Regions from separate parts of the Mus musculus genome. Here region 2 is linked to region 1. A link is a contact called in public Hi-C data. All regions are on one chromosome and are shown on one strand. The core of a region is the stretch at or near the end of the contact, and the rest is flanking DNA. Distances in the headings are between cores, read along the strand shown. Region 1 holds the start of Stip1 (stress-induced phosphoprotein 1). Region 2 holds the start of Tmem109 (transmembrane protein 109).

Evidence for each region. A called contact is a pair of places that touch in the nucleus more often than the background predicts.
Region 2: a contact with region 1 is called in a Hi-C map of B cells, with 5 read pairs. A contact is called at or near these places in 1 of 39 promoter capture datasets (cranial neural crest) and 1 of 484 Hi-C or Micro-C datasets (B cells).

What each region holds. Positions count from the first base shown.
Region 1 is chr19:7,035,086-7,042,863 of GRCm38.p6, reverse strand. Stip1 (stress-induced phosphoprotein 1) reads left to right here and starts at 2,838. Exons shown (of 14, transcript NM_016737.2): 1 at 2,838-2,984; 2 at 7,159-7,368. The coding sequence starts at 2,976.
Region 2 is chr19:10,877,794-10,885,571 of GRCm38.p6, reverse strand. Tmem109 (transmembrane protein 109) reads left to right here and starts at 3,829. Exons shown (of 4, transcript NM_134142.1): 1 at 3,829-3,920.

The DNA of each region.
Region 1 (7,778 bases), core at 1,589-4,088:
GGACAGCTATGCTAGGCTGTCTGTAAGCATAACAGAGTATCGTTAATAGTGTCAGGGATTAGTGCTTGCCTGTGGGATGGGCTCAACTTGTGCCAGTCATTGGCCATTCCCTCAGTCTCTGCTCCATCTGTGTCCCGGGGCATCTTGTAAATAGGTTTTTTTTTTTTTTGGGGGGGGGTTGGTCTCCTTATCACCTCCACTAGGGGTACTGCCTGGCTACAGGAGGTGACCTCAAGTTCCATATCTTCTCATTTTTAGTTTGTTTGTTTTTTTGATTTTTTCGAGACAGGGTTTCTCTGTAGAGCCCTGGATGTCCTGGAACTCACTTTGTAGACCAGGCTGGCCTCGAACTCAGAAATCCACCTGCCTCTGCCTCCCGAGTGCTGGGATTAAAGGCGTGCGCCACCACACCCGGCTTCTCATTGTTAGGAGTCTCAGCTAAAGTCATCCCCATAGCTCCTGGAAGCTACCCCTATCCCAGGTCTCTGTCATCTCTCTCTGTTTTTTTTTTTTTTTTTTTTTTTTTTTTGAGACAGGGTTTCTCTGTGTATATCTCTTAGCTATTGCTCCAGTACCAGGACTGCCTGCCTGCTCCCATGCTACCCACCATAGCAGTCTTAGACTTACTCCCTGGAACTGAAAACGTCAATAAACTCTTTTGTAAGTTGCTTTGATCATGGTGCCTCTTTAGAGCAATAGAAAAATAACTGGGAAACACAGCTTTTATTAAGTTTTTATTTTATTTTTATTTGTTTTTTCAAGACATGGTTTCTCTGTGTAGTCCTGGCTGTCCTGGAGCTCACTCTGTAGACCAGGCTGGCCTTGACTCAGAAATCCACTTGCCTCTGCCTCCCAAGTACTGGGATTAAAGGCGTGCACCTACATGCCCGGCCCTTGTCATTATTTTTAAGGTTTAAAAAAAAAATGCATTGTCAAACCAAAAAAAAAAAAAGCCGAAGCCGGGCGCGTGGTAGTGCATGCCTTTAATCCCAGCATTTGGGAGGCAGAGGCAGGCGGATTTCTGAGTCAAGGCCAGCCTGGTCTACAGAGTGAGCTCCAGGACAGCCAGGGCTACACAGAAAAAACATGTCGGGGGGGGGGGCGGGGGGGGGGAAGCATTGTCGGCCTTGAAGTGGTGATATATCTCTGTTGTGTGTGTTCAAGGACTCAAACTCAGGTTGCCTGGCTTGCTTGGTTGGGGAATAAACACCCTTTACCACATTTTCAAGCCATCTCAAGCCCTTCCCTTCCCCTTCCTTCCATTTTTTTTTCTTCATTTGCTCAGGCTGGCCTTGAATTCTGATCTCCCTCCCTTTTCCAACTCCCAAAATTTGGGATTGCAGTCATGCACTTTTTTTGTTGGTGGTGGTGTCTTTGTTTTTTTCCAGGCTGGGTTTCTCAGTGTAACAGAACCCTGGCTGTCGTGGAACTCATTTTGTAGTCCAGGCTGGCCTCCAACTCACACAGATCTACCTAACCCCCAGCCCCCATCCCAGTGCGGGATTAAAGGTCCACTCCATCATGCCTGGCTTAATCATGCACTTTGTATACATGCCTTTTGTAATTAAAAAAAAAAAAAAAAAAAAAAAACAACCAAAAAACCTAACCTTTGTATTTTCTTTTTGTCAAACAGAAGGTTGGAGGCTCATGGGTAGAGGGCTTGTGTAGCACAGACAAGACCTTTGTTTCTATCTCCAGTCACCCAAAAAGTACTCTTGCCACATTTGGCTCACACCTGTAATTTCAGCACTCTGCCTCTTCCCTCTCCCTCTCTCTTGAGACAGGGTCTCACTATATAGTTCTGGTATGGATAGCTCTGGCTGTCCTGGACCTCACTATGTAGATCAGGCTAGCTTAAGAGATACACCTGCCTCTGCTTCCTGCGTGCTGTATGCCACCACCGCTCATTTCCTCCGATCTTAAGTGAGGCAGGAGAAAGAACTAGGTAGGCATAAGTGAACAGATAAGGGGTAACCGGATGGAGAGGGTATGCATTGGTGCTACTGGCACAGACATGGCACCGCACAGCCCACGTTCCTTATACAAATCCTGTCCAGACCCCTGATCATCAGTCTCTGTCGTTCCATAAGCTACACGCTAAGCCTGCAACCCAAGTAGCATTTCTGCTGGCAGGCCATGGTGACCAAAGCTTGCAGCTGAGTTCAGAGAGTAAGGGCCAAGCAGCCGGTCCGCCAGGACACTGCCGGAAAAGCGGAGGCCTGTCGTGGCCCGCAGCATTTTGGGAACATTCAACGCAGGCCCGTCATAGCCCGCAATATTTTGGGTACATTCCGGGCCTAATAGTCAGGATGCGAGGAAGCGCGGGCCAACAGTCTCAGACTCAGGGAAAACAGCTTGTAACGCTGTAGTTAAAGCCTAGGCGACACCGGGCCAGATGCTCGACTCCCCACGAACCACCAGCCAGCCGAGCACCCCCTTACAGGGCAGCGGCATAAACCAATCAGCGCCAGGAATGGCCAAATTTTTTTTTTTCCCCACCCATCCACCCAATTGAATGTTTCCTCTGAAAGGCGGTTCCGTCTAGGAGTCCTTCAGCCCAATGAGAGTTGTGGAAATTTCCAGAAAGAACAGGACCAATGGGTGCGGCCAGGCCAGCTACAATTGACGGACTAACCAACCAATCCGTGTCGTCAAGACCCGCTCCTCCCTCAGTTAGCCTAGCCCTGAAATAGGCGGGACTTGCCGCGGAGTGTCCAATCCGGAGGTGCAGAGGAGGCAGGGCTGAAGAGAAGACCCGTAAAAAACCAATGAAAGAGAAGTCACGATGATTGACTGAACTTTAAGCCTATAAAAGGGGCGAGCAGAGCCTCCTGGACGTGTTCAACCAGTGAGCAGGCGAGGAAGGGGCGGTAACCTGGGGGTCCCGGCAGCTTCTAGTAGGTTCCAGAAGGCGGCGCGTGCGGTTGGGAACGCGGAGCGGACGAATTCGATTCAACGGGGTTCCGGGCCAGGCTATGGAGCAGGTGAAGGGGGAGGGGCGGCCGGGGCCCCGGGGCAGCGCAGGCCTGTTGGCGGGGAGAAGCGAGTGGTTGGGGGGCCGGGTCGGGCGGCCGAGGCGCGGGCGTGAGAGCCGCGGTCGGGCGTGTGAGGGGAGAATGGCGAGCGCCCGTCGCCCCCGCGACCCGCCGAGTGGAGCGGGAACAGGCCTGGCCGCGGCCGGGCCCCGAAGCTTCTGGGGGCCGGGCCTCCTCAGCGCGGAGAGGCCCCTGTCGGCCGCTGCGAACTTGGAGGGATCCGGTGACCGATCACCCCAGCAGCCTTCGGGGTACACGGCATCTGTGTGCGCCCGGGAAAAGGACCCGCGCGACTGCAGAGAAGGCGGGCGCGGACAGTGTCACCAGGGCTCCCTGAGGCATACATATGTCGCCCCTCCCCCCACTTTTCGTAGTGACTGTGGGGTGACTGAGTATCCGACCCTTGGAAATTCCGTTCCCGATTACACAGGATTTAGTGGTTTTAGACAGTTGTGAGCCGATAGTGAGGAGCTAGAAGTCCCTGTCTCTACCGCTCAGCATCTGATCTGGGGCACAGAGGGAAACCTGCCGTCCTTACCTTGGTGATTTAGCTCAGGCTACAGTGGCCTGCATCTGAGGCCTGGAGAGGTTTTGTTACCTTGGAAGCTGTCATTGAACCGTTGTGATTCATCCAAACACACACATACAAAAAGAGCACAGCTTACTACTACTTTTACTGTGATGTATAAAGTAAAACCTTTTGTTCTGGAATAGTCACTGTGAGGGACCGTGGGGCCTCTCACCTTGTTAATAAGACTAAATGGAGAGGTTAATCAACTTTCTGTACCCTTGGAGTAATTAAACTGTAACTGCAGTACGGACAAGAGAGACGCTTTTTTGGTATGAGTAACACCTTGCTCTGTTACAACAAAAAGAGGTTGTTTTTCATTATCATTCATTCATTCATTGTGTGGCACTAGGGATCAAACACAGGGCCTGAATTTAGAGCTATGGTCTACCCCGTCCATCCTCCCCACCCTCCTCAGTGGGGAAAAATCCTGCCAGCCATTATACAAGTGTGCAAGTGTTCCTGTGGACTGCAAACTTACAGTAAGATGACAAATTTGAGCGTTGGGCTTAGAGATGGCTCAGTTGGTTCAGCGTTTGATGTCTAAGGATGAAGGCCTGGGTTCCGATTGCCTTTACCCACTAAATCGGTGAGGGGAGGGGAGACCCGAGCATCTCAGGCCTGTCTGTGAGCTCCAGATTCATTGAGATTCTGTCTCAGAGTAAGGTGGAGAGTGTTGGAGGAAGACCCTGACTTCCAATGTCTGCCCCATGCACTAGCATATACACAAATGCGTTTGAATATTGGAAATTGTACATTTGAGCCAGGTGGTGGTGGCATAAGTAAGCCTTTAATCCCAGCACTTGGGAGGCAGAGGCAGGTGGATTTCTGAGTTTGAGGAGAGCCTGGTCTACAGAGAGTTCCAGGACAGCTAGGGTTATACAGAGAAACCCTGTCTGGAAAATTGTACATTTGAAGAGTAGAATTCCAGGTAACTCCTACAGTGACACATAGTTTATATTTTAAGATTTAATTTTGCTAGGCATGATGGTGCACTCAATGAGGCAGAGGCAGGCTGATCTCTGAGTAAGTAAGTGGACCACCAGAGTTGTATAGTGAGACCCTGTCTTAAAAAATCCCAAAACATTATTTCTAATGCCCGGTGTGGTGGCACAGATCTTCAATCCCAACACTTGGAAGGCAGAGGCAGACAGATAGACAGCTTTGTCTATATAGTGGAGTTACAGGTCAGCTATAGCTACATAAAGAGATCCTAACTGCAAACAAAGACGAGGGGTTTTTTTTTGTTTGTTTGTTTGTTTTCAAGACAGGGTTTCTCTGTGTAGCCCTGGCTATCCTGGAAATAACTCTGTAGGCCACACTGGCCTTGAACTCAGAACTCTACCTGCCTCTGCCACCACTGCCCAGCTCAAAGATGAATATTTGTGTACTGTGTACTCTTTTTCTCCCTTGACCTTCCTGTAAAGGAATGTCATATTGGCAGTTTCCTGTCTGTTCCTTTATCTCTCCTGCATGTCATCCTCCTTTGCTGAGAATAGGGTCCGCTGCCTCTTCCTAAGTGTTGAGATTGCAGAGAAAAGCCAGCTTACATGTGCATTGGGACCTCTGTTCTGTGAAAGTTTCTAATTGGTGTACCTTGGGATTCTAAACGCATTTGCAAGAAGTACATTCTATGTCAGTCTTCTGAATCATGAGTAGATGATCATTCCATAATAGGTGCTGTAATAATTTCACTACAGCAATCTCCTTCTTCCACCTCATAAATCCTGAAATAATAGGTATATGCCACTGTGCTTGGTGCTGGGGTCCAACCTGGTGCTTGGGCTATCAAGTGAGCTACATGCCCATCCCAATAACATAAGTAACATCCTACTCATGTTCACTCTATTCTTGGCTTTAAAAGGGAGCGGTGAGTCTGTGGTAGTTTTAATCCGAGCACTTGGGTGGCAGAAGCAGGCAGATCCCTGAGTTCAAGGACAGCCAGGGCTATGCAGAAACCCGTCTTGGAAAATCTGCGGTGGTGGTGGTGGTGCTGTGAAGCTGTTTTTCCATAGGTACCTTATGTCCGGTTGTTTGAGTTGTTTGTTGTTTTTTCCTTTGGAGATTTGAGTTTTTATGTAGCCCTAGGTATCCTGGAACTCAGATTGTGTGCCTCTGCCTCCCAAGGCATAGGCTACTACTGCTCTGCAGTGTGACGTTCTTGACCTTCTGTAGGTCAACAGAGCTAAGAAAAACCCTTTACACACACACACACACAGATAATGAAAAGAAAAGCAACTAGACCTCTAATCTCAGCTAGTGGGAGATCAGAACAGGAAGATCTCATCTCATGTTCAAGGCTAGCCTTCTAAATTCAACTGAGACCCTATCACAAAGTGTTAAAAAGGGGAGGGGGCAAAAGACTAGGGGTGTGGCTTTGACTATGGGAAAGGAAAGTCAGTACTCTTAGACAAAGTCTCTTTCACTTTTTTAAAAGATTTATTTATTTACTATATGTAAGTACACTGTAGCTGTCTTCAGACACACCAGAAGTGGGCATCAGATCTCATTACGGATGGTTGTGAGCCACCATGTGGTTGCTGGGATTTGAACTCAACCTTCAGACGAGCAGTCAGTTCTTTTAACCACTAAGCCATCTCTCCAGCCCAAGCCTCCTTTACTTTATGAAGCTTCTTGGAAATGGAGAGAATGGGATTAGATGATATTTGTCTTCATCCTCTTACCCACTTCCTGATAACATCATGAGTGGATGGGGACTAACATTGGTGGGGACTAACTCTACCCTTAAGGGTCAGCACAGTAAGTACTTTTTGGCTCTTGCTGATAATGGGAAATGGCAGTAGAGCCACAATGAGCATGGAAGAACAGGATCCTCTTATTCTGAAGCTTCTAGGACTTAAGGGCATGATGGGCGAATGCAGGTGTGCACATATGGCTGTTAGAGGTTAACTTGGTGGGGTTGGTTCTTTTTCATCCTTTGCTGTCCAGTATCTAACTTAGATTGTCAGGCCTGAGGGTTTTTTGTTTGTTTGTTTTTCTTCTTTGTTTTGTTTTAATATTTATTTACTATTTATTTTTATATGTAAGTACACTGTAGCTGTCTTCAGGCACACTAGGAGAGGGCGTCAGATGTCATTAAGGATGGTTTTAAGCCACCATGTGGTTGCTGGGATTTAAACTCAGGATCTTTGGAAGAGCAGTCAGTGCTCTTACCCGCTGAGCCATCTCTCCAGCCCCTTTTTTTTTTTTTTTTTTTTTAAATCACACTGAGACATTTAATTAGGGCCCTGTTTCTATATAACTTGGAACTCAGATTCCTTCAGCCTGAGCCTTCTGAGTACTGGGAGTGTAGGTGTGTGCCACCATGTGTCCGGTCAGTCATGTATCTGAGCATGCCTCTGCTTTGTTTTTGTTTTTCTCTCTGCTAGTTTCTAGAGGTGTAGAAGAACATGGATAGATTAGCATTTTTCTCTTATTGATCAGTAGCAGCCAACTAGCTGATACTTTGGAAGAATAAGTAAAATCTAACACCCTAGGGGAGAGAAATCAGTTCTGTAGGGTGAAGCTGTATTGATGCCTGCCTTTCCTCCTCAGGTGAATGAGCTAAAGGAGAAGGGCAATAAGGCCCTGAGTGCTGGGAACATTGATGATGCCTTACAGTGCTACTCTGAGGCAATTAAACTAGATCCCCAGAACCATGTGCTCTACAGCAATCGCTCTGCAGCCTACGCCAAGAAAGGAGACTACCAGAAGGCCTATGAGGACGGCTGCAAGACTGTTGACCTGAAGCCTGACTGGGGCAAGGTAAGCTGAAGAGTTCTGCTCTGTACAGTTTCCTAAGGATCTTGTCTGTAGTTCCTAATTAGTAGGTCCTCCTGTCCTGACTATAGGTTGCTCCTTTTGGCCGGCCAGCCTACCCTGGCACCCCTTGAAGGGAACACTTACTTCAAGTTTGTTGCCATCGATTGTAAAACAGGTTTTTTGTTTTGTTTTTGTTTTTCCGAGACAGGGTTTCTCTGTGTAGCCCTGGCTGTCCTGGAACTCACTCTGTAGACCAGGCTGGCCTCAAACTCAGAAATCCGCCTGCCTCTGCCTCCCGAGTGCTGGGATTAAAGGCGTGTGCCACCACTGCCCAGTTTAGCTTATACCTTCAATCCCAACACTTGGAAAGTAGAGATAGGTGGAATTTGAAGCCACCTTAGCTACATGAGACC
Region 2 (7,778 bases), core at 2,580-5,079, 3.8 Mb before region 1:
TCTATAGTAGCATCATCAAATTGAATCTGCTCTTGTATGTCACAGTACCATCCTTCACCTAGAAACTGGTTTTTTACTATATTCATTCCCCTTGCTCTGTTTCACTATCCAATATTCTTCCCTCTGACATGTTAACCATTGCAACTGAGGACTAACCGCTAGTACAGCAGTCAACAATCCCTTCCAGTCTTGGGGAATAATTCAATTTTGAGTAAACTAGTTATTTAGAATTTATTTCATATAAGGCGAGTGCATCCCATATGAAAGCATAGCCTCTTTAAAATGTGTTAGATCTGTCATTTCTATAGGATGCCATCCTATCTCATCATAACCTGTTTCACACATTAGCAGGCATATGCTGCATGACTACTAGGAAAGCTGATGCTGAACTTCTAACCAAAGCCCACCTCTAACTCTGGCATTGCAGCTGGTTTGAGATTAATCCTTTCTTTTTTCTTTCTTTCTTTCTTTTTTTTTTTTTTTTTTTTTTTGTTTTGGTTTTTGAGACAGGGTTTTTCTGTGTAGTCCTCTAGTCCTGGCTGTCCTGGAACTCACTCTGTAAAGGCTGGCCTTGAACTCAGAAATCAGCCTGCCTCTGCCTCCCAAATGCTGGGATCAAAGGTGTGTGCCACCAAAGCCCAGCAACCCTCTTTCAAGACAGGTTGTTTCATCAGATTGTCATCCCACTTTTTCAGCTTTACTCTGACCTGACCCTACTCTGGTACAGTTTCTTTCCCTCTTCCCTCCTGTGGGATGCTCCCACTCTCAGGATCAGTCACCAGGACTGAGACTTTGCTTTCTCTTTTCCAGTGCTCCTCAGTTCCCAAGTGCATCCACCTCCACTTGCAGCCTCTGCAGCTGCCCAGTCAACTCTGAAACGCTTTCAGAAACAAGTGAGCTACAGTAAAGATTTATTTATTATTATAAAAATATTTATTTTTAAAGATTTATTTATTATTATAAAAAAAGATTTTAAAAAAAGATTTATTTATTATTATAAATAAGTACACTGTAGCTGTCTTCAGACACTCCAGATGAGGGCATCAGATCTCATTACAGATGGTTGTGAGCCACCATGTGGTTGTTGGGATTTGAACTCTGGTCCTCTGGAAGAGCAGTCAGTGTTCTTAACTGCTGAGCCATCTCTCCAGCCCCCAAGATCTCATTTTTATCCTTAACTTTCAAGCCCCACGTTGTGTACCACTTGTAACTCATCTTTGCTACTTTGTGAGTTCTCCCTCTTCCTCACTTTACCTCCACTTTACCTCCTAACAGAAGATAGGAGAGAAACAAAGATAGGGAGAGAAAAATTAGAAAACTCCCTGAATCTAATTTCTTTCCTTTTGTGTCTTCTTTGGCACTACTAACAAACCACAACCAAACTCCCTAAATGACCAATAACCACTACTGCCAATCAGGAAGCTCTAGCATTTATTTTTATTTTTTATTCTCTCTCTTTCCTTTCTCTTTCTTTCTTTCTTTCTTTCTTTCTTTCTTTCTTTCTTTCTTTCTTTCTTTCAAGATTTTACTTATCTATTATATGTAAGTACACTGTAGCTGTCTTCAGACACTCCAGAAGAGGGCATTAGATCTCAATACAGATGGTTGTAAGCCACCGTGTGGTTGCTGGGATTTGAACTCAGGACCTTTGGAAGAGCAGTCAGTGTTAACTGCTGAGCCATCTCTCCAGCCTGAGCGCTAGCATTTATATACCCTCTGCAAAGTTCACAGAATTCCAAATGTCACACAATTGCAGAAACTATCTGCAGCAGGCAAAGCCATGCCTCACATCCCTACCCCTGGGATTAAGACAAAAGCACATTCTTCTAATAATTTTATGTTTTCCTTTCAAAAATAGTTTCATTCATTCTTATGAGTACACTGTAGCTGTCTGTCTTCATGCACACCAGGAGAGGGCATCAGATCCCATTACAGATGGTTGTGAGCCACCATGTGGATACTGGGAATTGAGCTCGGGACCTCTGGAAGAGCAGTCACTGCTCTTAACCACTAAGCCATCTCTCCAATTCCATCTTTTAGGGACTTGACTCAGGTAAAACTTGATCCTTTCAACACAGAAAAGAAAGTAAGGCTAGCTGGGCGGTAATAGTAGTATACACTTTTAATCCCAGCACTCCAGAAGCAGAGGCAGGCAGATCTCTCTGAGTTCAGGGATAGCCTGGTCTTCAGAGCTAGTCCCAGTACAGCTAAGGCTACACAAAGAAACTTTGTCTCAAGTCCCCTACCAGTCAAAAGAACCAGAGTTGAAGTTTATTAAAGATAAGTTGATACATATTTTTAGGAACATGATTTAACAGAGGGGGTGGGGGAGAGAGACAGAGACCAGGAAAAGAGTAAGACATAACCAAGTGTTTATATAGGATTCTGAAGAGGGAGTCACAAATAAGTGTCACACCATTAGCCCATATAAAACATCCTGGCAGCTCTCAAGTTATGCCTTAAAAGGGTTGTTAAGAATTGGTTTTTTTATCCTTTTCTCTCTTTCTGATTAGTGATATTATAGGATGGCTCCAGAAGTGACTGGGTTAGGAATATAATCTAGTAAAATATAACTATGAGCCACTAGGATTGCACCCTTTAGGGGAGGGCTAGGACAGGTCTTTCTTACTGTAAATGTAAGTTTCTAGTGAAGTTCTTAGAAACTTGTAGGTTTACAGCTGGGAAGAGAGAAACACCTAAAGTAGTTTTTGATTCTCAGTTGATGGGAGGTTTTAACAAGACTCCTAAGGGAAGTCCTCCTTTCCCTTCCAATGTTCCCATACATTTCTAATATGTGTGCCTATGTTAATTTCCCAAAAGGCACTTGCAAACTAAAACTAAGTCTAGAAAGAAACCAAAAACACCACTCCCACCCCCACCACCCCTGAGATCTTTTCCACTAAGGCACGCCTGACAACCCGGATTCAATCTCCGGGATCCACACAGCAGGAGAGAACTGACTTCCATAGGAGTATTGTATTGTGCCTGCACACCCGAACGCATGCATAGAATACATAACTACACGTAATTTTAAAATTTATGGGTTGGTGAGATGGTTCAGCGGTGAAGAGCACTAACTGCTCCTCCAGAGGTCCTGAGTTCAATTCCTAGCAACCACATGGTGGTTCACAACCCCCTGTAATGGAATCTGATGCCCTCTTCTGGTGTGTCTGAAGACAGCTACAGTGTATTCATATAAATAAACCTTTAAACAATTTTTACATCTCTGCCTACCTCATCCACAAAGCTACCTCAGTGTTCTAAGGTTTAAAACAAACAAACAAACAAAATAACCCCAGGGCACCTGGGTTGCTTTCCTTTCCCTAACAATTGTAAGCAAAGCTTTGGTGGTCACCCACACATTTTGGGTGAGGTTTTGCTCTCTTCCAGAGCATATGAGTTTCTCCAAGGCCGTACACCGTTCATGTGCCCACTAACACCTTGTGCCTTTCCCCCCTGATGTGCCATTTTTAGCGTGAAAGGTTTCTCAGCCCTCCAAGTGCTCGCCAGCGCCCCGCCTTAGGAACTGCACTTCCCGGGAGGAAACTGCCGCCCTAAATGCGTTGTAGACTCGGATCTGCACCGAATCCCGCATCGAGCACCAACTCTACCCACGCCACAGCCTCGACAGTTCTTTCTTTCCCCTTTCCTGCCAAAGGCTTCGCTTCCGTTCCAACTCCAATTTCCGGCGCCATTCTTCTCTTGGAAATATTTGGGAGGGAAAAAACACGTACAAACCATAATGGAGCGAGCAGAGCGCATGCGTCCACGATGCCTGCCAGAAAGACCTGCCAGTCTCCTCCGTCGACCGCCCCGCGCATGCGCAGACTATAAACCAACACCCCGGGAGTTGAGGCGCCGGTTTGGTGGCGCGTTTTCTAGCGAAGTCCCACGTGAAGGATAGCGGTGACCGGAGCAGGGTGAGTGAGGGCCGAGACCAGGGCTGTAGATGCAGCTTAAAGGACAGATTTGCAGGAGGTAACAGGGCGGAGCCGCAAGGCCTTGCGAGCCCTAGTGGGGAGGGGTCGAACGTGGAACGTGGGGCTTAACAAGTATGGGACCCAGATCCTCGTTGCTATGCAACCAGGGGCGTTGTTACTAGGTAACCCTGGAGGAGAGTGTTTCCCGGGATGAGTGGGTTCGAGCGCTGAGGTCTAGCCCTCCGGAGGGAGCAGCTGCCAGATTTGGGGGATGAGGCCAGTGCCGAACTGCACACCTCCCCCAGCCCCATGGTCCAGCCTCCTGCCGCCTCAGTTGGAGCCCCCCTCAGGGTATCCTGACCTCATGGGCCTCGCGACGCCACTATGGAGTGCTTGGCAGGGGATGTGCTGTTCGAAATAGCACATGCCACTGACCCTATTGCCTGGAGTCTGGGCCTTGGGAAGGGAGCGGCAAGGCTGCACACCCCCCCCCCCCCCCTTTGCAAACACCCTGCCCCACAAACAGTTGCTGGGTAGCAGCTGTCAGGGGTTTAGCGAGGGCTGCCTCCGACCTGCCAGAACGCTGACTTCATTCTCCTTAGTGGTGACTTCGCCACGTTTAGGACCTTCTATCTCAGCTGTGCTTCTCATGTGGCTGTCGTATATTTGGACTGACTATTCAAATAACCTCCTCCCCTTCCCTCCCCCCCCCCCCCCCGCCACCTCTCCATGTCTTTATGTCCTACACTTGTGGCTTCTTGGCAGGGCTTCTGATACTCATTTAGCAAGCACTTAGTCATTCTATGCTAGGTGCTGGGGATTCCAAGAAAAGTTAATGTCAAGTTAGTCTGAGAGTCACTGGGAGGCTGTGGGACAAACTTTGAACACAGTGCTTGCACAAATTATCTAACTTCTTGAAGTAACTCTTAACCCAGTTTCAACAGAACTTACATTTGAGGAGATTGAATTTCAGATAGGTTAAGTAACAGGTGTAAAGGTAGTGGCGGCTAACTTGTGATAGATCTGAACCTGTGTCCTTTGTACAGAGAGCTCTTAGGAGGCTTTGCTTAAAGTAGACTTTTCTCTGCGTTGCTGATCTTTGCAACCACTGTTTGATTATGCCTCAGGAATCCTGGGGAGCTTTAAAAACAAAACAAAAAGGCTGAGCTCCTCCCTGGGAGGGTCTGAGTGGGTTGCCTGGGTGGGGCAAACACCCTTGTTTAACAGGCTAGTCAGGCAGGTCAGATGGGCAATCCAGAGTGAGGATTGCAGATCCACAGGACTGCAGTGAGTAGTGAAGGAACCGTGGGGGCCAGCAGAGGGCACCAAGTTAGTTCTTGCCCCTGTAGTGATTTATAGCGAGAAAGGAAAAAGAAGAGGAAGGAGCACTGACTGGAGGTAGTGTGGACAGCCCCACCCCGCCCTGGCAGAGCAAACCACAGCTGAACATAGAGTGACGTCTCACCACCATAGTAAGTAAAGCAGTTCCCCAGCTGAGACTGTCCCTACTAAGCTGAATTGCAGCTGTCTGAACAGGAGTGGCCAGTCTCAGTGCTATCTCTGGCTGTCCCTTCTTACTCTCTTGGTGTGTAACCTGTAAACTCTCAGCGGGTGGGTCATCTTCCAGTATGAAGGCTTTTCTTGGGAGGTTTGGGTGTCTTCGGCTTTACGCTCGATGGTAGGTAATGGAACGGTATGTTCCCATAGGCAGAGAGCAGGTCTTACCAAGGCAGTGTGGACGTGTGGGACAAGCAAAAGGGCAAGCCTGAGCTGCTGGACTTGGGGACACGGTCCCTATTTCTGTTCTCAGCAAAATGGGGTGTCATGATAACTATAGGGCTGGTGAGATGCTCCATGGGGGGAAGGGACCTGCCACTAAGCCTAATGAACTGAGTCCGATCCCTGGGACCCACATGGTGGAAGGAGAGAACCAATTTGTTTAAGTTGGTCTTTGGCTTCCACACATGCAAACATACACACTTGTATACACACACTGTTCTTTTGTAACTAAGTGGTAAAGTGCTTGCCTACCTGTTAGCTCTGAGTTTGATTTCCAGCTACACACACACACACACACACACACACAGATTGTCATAAAAATTAAATGAAGTAGACAACACTTAGTAAATTACGAATCACTATTAAAATTTGATAACTTATACACATTTCCATGTGTGGAGTACCTCCTGTTTGAGGAAACAAAAACGTTTCAGACATGTTCCCATCTTTCAGAGGCCAACGCTGTTTGTCTTTTAATGGCCATAGCATCTTTCTGTATTAATAATATTTTGATGAGTGCTAGTATGTATGTCCTTAATTGGTAGTATTTGCTTTTATATACAAAGCCCTGGGTCCAGTTCCTAGTGCAACACACAGGTAACACACACGTGGCACATACCTGTAAACTCAATACTTGGTGGAAGAAGGAAGATCAGGAGTTGAGAGTCATCAGCAGCATGAGGAGTTCGGGCTAGCCTGGGCTACATCAGGCCCTGACTTAAAGAGCAAAACTGCAAAGTTCTTGATGAGACATGAGGAAGCATGATGATGGTGGGTCAGATTCATATTGCCTGAGCCTCACTTAAAAAAGGAAAGGAAAGGAAAGGAAAGGAAGAGGAACTGATGAAGAAAGTAGCTTGCCAGTTTTCTTCACACCCAGTGTTCTCCAGAATCCTGTGAGATTCTGGCACACTTCAGCTCACCTAGAAGAGCAGTGCTGTCCTCAAGGTGGAGGGGTTAAGTTCAAGGTTCCCTAGACTGGGGCAGGTGGCTGCTTTAAGTTGAAACTGGCCCAGAGAACAGGCTGCTGTGGGAGTTGCAGCTCATGTCACCCTGACCTTCTAGTAGGGAAGAGACGACACCTGATTCCTCCTGTTGGAGGTCCTTGGATATAGGATCCAACCCAAGATAGCAGGCCTGTTCTTTAGGGCCCCAATCATGATTGTGACCCAGATACCTTAGGAACCAACCCATGTTTTCCGCAGCTCCTACCAGTGGCAGGCAGGAACCATCTGGCTCTTGATTTGTGCCAAAGAGAAGAAGATTCTTTCAGCTTGAGGCTTTTTCACTTGAATTGTGTGTCCTGCAACTCCATTTGACCTTGGGGGGCGGGGTGTGTCAGGCAGCTGTTTCTGGTCCAGAAGCTACCCCAATGAAGTATTTTTAGAGTCTTTTTTTTTTTTGCGCCTTCTCTGCCCAAATGGTGGAACATCTTTCTATTCCCTCTCTGCTATCCAGATGACTCTAGATTTGCAGCCAATTCCCCCCAGTACTCTGGTAACCACACATACTTCAAACCCTGGCTTCTCCACCACCTTAGAGCCTCGGCTCAGCCTCGGCTCAGAAGCTCTGACTCACAGGACCTCTCTGGAGCTGCAGGTGTCCTTTTGAGGCCAAGGTAGAATGGGATTTACTAGAGTCCTTTGACGTTTCTCAGCAGAGTGGCAAAGAAGAAGTGGGCCTGCAAACATTCTTCTTACCTACTCCTTACCTGCTTCAATAGGTTGGTGCTTGCTGACTCCTCACTCACGTGTGGCATCATGTTGTGGATGAGATCAGAGCACAGAGCACAAGGTGCTTGGGCAAGTTTTCGCCATAATTCCCAGAGATGGTTGGTGAATGCCAAGTGTGTTCGAGCTTATGGATAATCTGTTATGTGACTTTATAAGTAACTTCTAAACTTGAACACAGTTCAGCAAAGAGGTTGTGGACCAAGAAGGAGTGCTCAGTAGATCTATCTGAACTCATAGCTTGATTTTCCCACACACTGCCTATCTTTCCTTGATTTCATCATTGGGATGACGGTGCCTACTCAATGATAAGTATCTGTCAGACTGAGAAAAGTAGTGCATGCAAGAC